Regions from separate parts of the Triticum aestivum genome. Here region 1 is linked to region 2. A link is a contact called in public Hi-C data. All regions are on one chromosome and are shown on one strand. The core of a region is the stretch at or near the end of the contact, and the rest is flanking DNA. Distances in the headings are between cores, read along the strand shown. Region 1 holds the start of LOC123097572 (cytochrome P450 714B3). Region 2 holds the start of LOC123097571.

Region 1 (2,700 bases), core at 190-2,689, 140 kb before region 2:
CGCATGTCCTCTCCTATTACATCATCCAGTTTTTGAAACTGCTCTGCGTACGATGGTGTTTTCGTCCGACCAATACGACCAGAGAGTAAATCATCTCTAAATGATATGACCCACAAACTGAATTATCTAGGATTGTCTCTAATCGTACAGTGTTGGATAGGCACTCTGTCGTACCTATAGCAAGGTCGTTCAGTTTTAGTAGGGTGGGTCCGAGAGATCAGTTAAATCTTGCAAGCTGATGGCGCCTAGCTCACCTAATAATATTAGTAATATACATGCATCCTTGCTATCCAACAGTGTCATGCAGCAACAGGAAAGGCCAAATTCTGAAATTCAGCAGCACGAGACCACCACAAGTTTAGTCGACCTGTCGACGTTGCAACTTCTAGAATTCACTTAAGATCCACATCACAAATACGGATTGACAGGTTGATTTATTTAAGGAAACCATTTATTTATTTAATACTCCTACTGCTCAGCTGGAACCTCATCATTGTCGGGTCCTGAGAGAGATTGCACTTGATGATGCCAGAATTTTAAAATGGCCAACCTATGTTTGTTGCTATATGGAGTACACCAGCTTAGTGTCCAACACTAGAATGAATCAATCATTCGGCTAAATATGTATGTGCTAATATAAACAATCAAGCATCTTTGGGCTCTGTTAGTGCTTACTACTAAGCTCCTTCCCTCAACAACAACAACAAAAAACAATTAGATAAGCTCCCTCTCTTCTTTGGGAGCAACGCTGCAAACTATTTGGTGGCCGATGCCAGATGGGGGGCATGAGGGGTGAGAAATATGAAGATGACTTTGTTTTTCAGGGAAAAGAACTAGACTGAAAAATTAGTAAGCTAAATATGTATGTATGCAACAGGAAGAAGATGCTTCAAAAGGATGAATAAAGCAAAAATATAAGCTGATGGCCGGAGACACATATATACCATGCTCTTTCCTCCATTTATCGTAGAAGGGCAGCACGGCTGGGCGGTAGTCGTGGACGATGCGGCCGCCGGCTCGGGGAGCCGACTTTGCGGCGGCGACCGCCTCCCTCATGTCGGCGATGTTGCCGTAAGGGAAAGACGGGCGCGGGCCTCCGATGCCCTGCCTCCTGAACCCGGCAAGGAGCCTCTGCGGCACCACCCAGACGGTGTAGTAGAGGTAGATCGCGAGGGAGCACGCCCCCACGCAGCATAGGCTTAGCACCACCTTCATCGCCATGCCCACCTCCATCATCTCTCTCTCACTCTCTCTCTCTACACAGCTTGATCTCTGTACGCACTTCTCTCTATGTGAGGAGTGTCAGAGCGTGTGGGGGTAAAGATGAAGAAGCTAGCTAGCTAGGTGGAGGTGGTACTTCACTGTGTTATATGGGGGACGGGAAACAAGTGGGGAAAGGTGGTAGAGTCCAAACGCCAAGTTTGGCATAGAATGGCTCCCCCGAAAAGAAATCCATCACCGGCAGTGAGTGTGGGCCGGGCCCTGGCAGGGCCAGGGGGTAGTAATATCCAAAGTGTGTATTGCGTGTCTATCCAGCCTTCTCTTTTCTTCTCTTTTCTTTTCTTTTTACAGTACAATATATAATATTCCCCTTCTTTCTTTTTGTTGCGGGAAGGGAAGGCGATCTAGTATCTCTTTTGATCTGCGGCGACGAATCAAAAGGTTCATATTCACTATTCAGGCATGCCTGCGGCCTCATTTCATGAAACAGTCTGAGCTACCACCTGAGCTAGCTAGGAGACAGCAGCTCTCAAATCTCGCCGTCTCGTTCAATCTTATCCACCAAAGTCGGCAAAAAATAATTCTGATGCGTGACTCCACCCACCTCTCCTCCCGGTGGAATGGTGGACTTGTTGTTGCACGGCACCCCACTTCCTCTGTTAGGGCAACTCTAACGCGCTGACGCATTTGATCCGCGTGTATCCATTTGGATCAAATGGATGAAAACGACGGCTCAACATGTCGACGCAAACCCAAAATTCGTCCGCTCGTCGTTCGCCTGGGCGCATTTTAGTCTAAATTTGCGTCCACGCCGACACGAGACGGACGCGCCGCACGTCTGCTCAGTGTCCGCCTCAGGTCCGTGTGTCAGCCGTCCAACAACCACCGCGGTCCTACTAAATGCCCACCTACCAGCTCGGACCCCTGTGACAACCAGTGGAAGCGTCCGGAAGTCCACTTCTTTTAAAATAGCAAGCGCACACGTGTGTGTGTGTGTGGGGGGGGGGGGGGGGCTACTTCCCCGTCCACAGCAAATCTAGTCACACTCGCCATCACGTTGAGGACAGGAAACCTTAGCCCGAGCCATGGGCTTCTTCGGCGGCAAAGGGAAGGGCAAGCCCAAGGTGGAGGAGGGCTCCTCCTCACGCCCACTGGTGGCAAGGTGGGTGCTGGTGCCAGCGGCGGGAGGGAGCGTCGGCCGCCGAACCGCTTGAACATCCCAATGCACCGCGCGCGCTACCGCTGGGAGTACCGCGCCACGCTGCCATGGCCGGACATGAACCTCCACCACGGCTGGCACCTCGACACCCACTGCATCCCGGTGCCGGCGATGCCGCTGTCAGCTCGCGCGCACTCGGAGGAGGTGCGCAAGCGGCGCGCCTTCCTGACGCGGGAGCAGCGCCGTAACCCGGCGTTCGCGCAGACTCCCTCAACTGGGAAGTCTGGTTCACCATCAAGCACGACACTGCCCGCCGTGGT
Region 2 (2,700 bases), core at 111-2,610:
CGCTGGCCTCCCTGATGAATTGGAGCTGAGCACTACGGGGTCAGAGGTGCAGCGCCTCATGCTTCTCCCGCTGACCACCGAGGAAAGCGAGGCCAGCTTGGGAGCAAAAGAGCCAGAAGCTGAATATATATAAGCAATCAACCAAGAAATGAGATGCTATATGTGAATAATATACAAATAAGAGATGCTATATAAATGACCTGCAGCGCGCCTTGGCGCGCGGTGCCGGGGCCGATTGTTGTGCCTAAGCGTGTGTGCCAGCCAGGCAAGCTTAGCATGTTTACTGGCCTATGATAAAGCAGAAGCATTTATCCTGATTAATAGCAATAGGAGTTGAGCACAAAGCAGAAGCATTTAGCTTGATTAAGAGCAGTATGGCATAAAGATTAGTGCTATATAGTAGCAGAAGCAAACAAAGCGGTAATGAGATCGATATTGAGCAAGCAAACCACATATAGGGCTAACAGAGAATGCCATTTTTTTCATACAAAGCAAGATTTTGATCTAACATAACAGAGAAACGGGCCTAACAGAGAAACATTTTGATCTAACAGAGAATGGCATAAAGATTAGTGCTATAGAATGGCATTTGGATCTAACATATAGGGCTAATAGTGAAAGCCTTTTCTTGGTGAAGTTTTTGTTGCCCAGAGTTTCGTGGTAGAATACGCCTCCTCTTGCGCCGCAAGGTATTGTTTGACACACAATAGAAGGGAACCAGAAATATTATGCCAGCCTTGCTTGTTTTTTGTAAGGCATGGAACAAAGAAATAGGCCTTTTACTGTGTCTATATGGGCCTACCTGATCGCCTCGAGTTGAAAACAAGAGAATCACGCTCCACGCCTTCATACCAATAGAGAAGCTGAGCCTAGGTGTATCAATTACGAACATGTGTTCTGCTACATCTAAAATAGAAGGATCAGTATGGTCATTACATGGAATTCTAAAGACAAATTAAACAAGTATCTGCTGCTGATAAAAAAAGTATAACAGGATTTGGTGAAATGTCAGTAGATTCTTAGGATCAGGGTAGCAGTCTTCGCCATCTAAAATTCTCTAGTTTGTAATTACACAAAAAATGGAGTTTCATTTGTTTGTATTTACACAAAAATAGAGTTTCCTTTGTTTTTCTACATACAAAAAAATGGAGTTTGCTAATGCAATCACATGTAGCAGAGTTGTTCAAGCAATTGACAGGAGGAGATGATACATACACTAAGCACCACAAAGTCATGTAACAAAAAATAGAGGAAAACTGAAGGAAGAGACAAAGATGGCATTACCTTCACAGGAGAGGTAGACCTGACTTTGTTGGGAGAGGAGCAGGGTAGCGGTCATCGCCATCGCCGACGGGAGGTGTCTCCAGTGAGAAAAGACATGGAAGCAAGTTGGAGATTCGCGACCCAACTACAATGAACTCCACTAAAATCCTTTGAAGCATTCAATTGCTGCAACAGACCTAGAGGAAAGTAGCCCAATTAGCTCACCCGCTCACCAAAAAAAGAAATGGAGGGAAAGAAATCCAAGAACACAAACTTGCACTACAATGGGTGAGTGGATAAGAAACAGAAACATGTAGCAATACAATAAGCCTTTGAAGCACTTAGCCTTAGTTGAGTCTTGCCAGGTAGTTGCTATTTACTACCACTTCAAAATAAGGAAAACAATCATTTTAATTTGTCATTTTAAAATGTCAAGCCACCTCTAACAACCCCATTTCTAACAATTTGTTTTTGGCTAGCCACGGTTTAGATTTGTTCATGTTGTACATCTTTTATTTTCTTTTGGCTATTATATTTTGCCTGAGAAAGAAAAAGTGAGGCAGCCAACAAATCAAGCAAGAAAACAAAGATGCACTTTGCCAAAAAGTAGCTAGATCCAGGACTCTGCTTGACAGTAAAGCGCCAACAAGATTAAAAAAAAAGAGAAAGAGAAACCCCTTCTCTGGAAGCACGCATGACCGAAAATGATTTGCTTGTGCTCTTGGATAAATAGATACAGGTAGATCCAAGGCTTTACAGCAAGACGTATAGGACAGGACACGACCATCAAACCAAGCAAAGCAACCAAGATGTACTCTTTGAAATGTAGCTATATGAAAGTATCACTTTGACAGCAAAGTACCAGGAAAACAACAAAGACAAAGAAGGACCGCTTCTTTGAAACCAGCTAGACCTGAAAATCTCCCCCACATGATGTGAGCAGCGCCAACAAGCAAATCAACAGCTCACTTGTAGGGCATAGAAGAAACACACAAAAAGAAAAATAGGCCCCACCAGAATCCATAGAAGTGACAAAAAACCATGATTCCATCTCATAGTCGATCCAGCTGAGCAAGAACAAAAATACAAGCAAACAGTAATATACTCCTTGATGCCAGGCCTCTACCAACAAGAGCGCAAGCAAGCAAATGGTTGGAGAACTGAGAAGAGAAGAAGAAAAGGGATCGACCTGCAGAACGATGACCGACGTAGTAGTACGAATCGACCAGAAGCACGAGCACCCGCAGTGGACGAACCTGCAAGGGAAAAAGAGCAAATCAAGCATGAGCTCCAGGCAACCACGACTGGGACGGTCAGGGAAAAACACGTACAGATCGAGGGCCGCAGCAACAGATCCGGCGCACAGAGAACAAGAACAGAGGATCTACAACAAATAAGATCCAAAATTAGTTGACAGGAACACTATTTGTTTTTGAA

The links. A called contact is a pair of places that touch in the nucleus more often than the background predicts.
Region 1: a Hi-C map of leaf shows a contact between it and region 2, with 3 times the contacts expected there. The contact joins the promoter of LOC123097572 here to the promoter of LOC123097571 in region 2. A contact is called at or near these places in 2 of 5 Hi-C or Micro-C datasets (both in leaf).

Annotation. Positions count from the first base shown.
Region 1 is chr4D:302,217,587-302,220,286 of IWGSC CS RefSeq v2.1, reverse strand. LOC123097572 (cytochrome P450 714B3) reads right to left here and starts at 1,439. Exons shown (of 4, transcript XM_044519343.1): 1 at 945-1,439. The coding sequence starts at 1,236.
Region 2 is chr4D:302,078,217-302,080,916 of IWGSC CS RefSeq v2.1, reverse strand. It overlaps LOC123097571, which reads right to left and starts at 1,360. Exons shown (of 4, transcript XM_044519342.1): 1 at 1,285-1,360; 2 at 803-897; 3 at 201-288; 4 at 1-119. The coding sequence starts at 1,345. All of the region lies in intron 1 of LOC123096914 (protein PIN-LIKES 6), which reads left to right.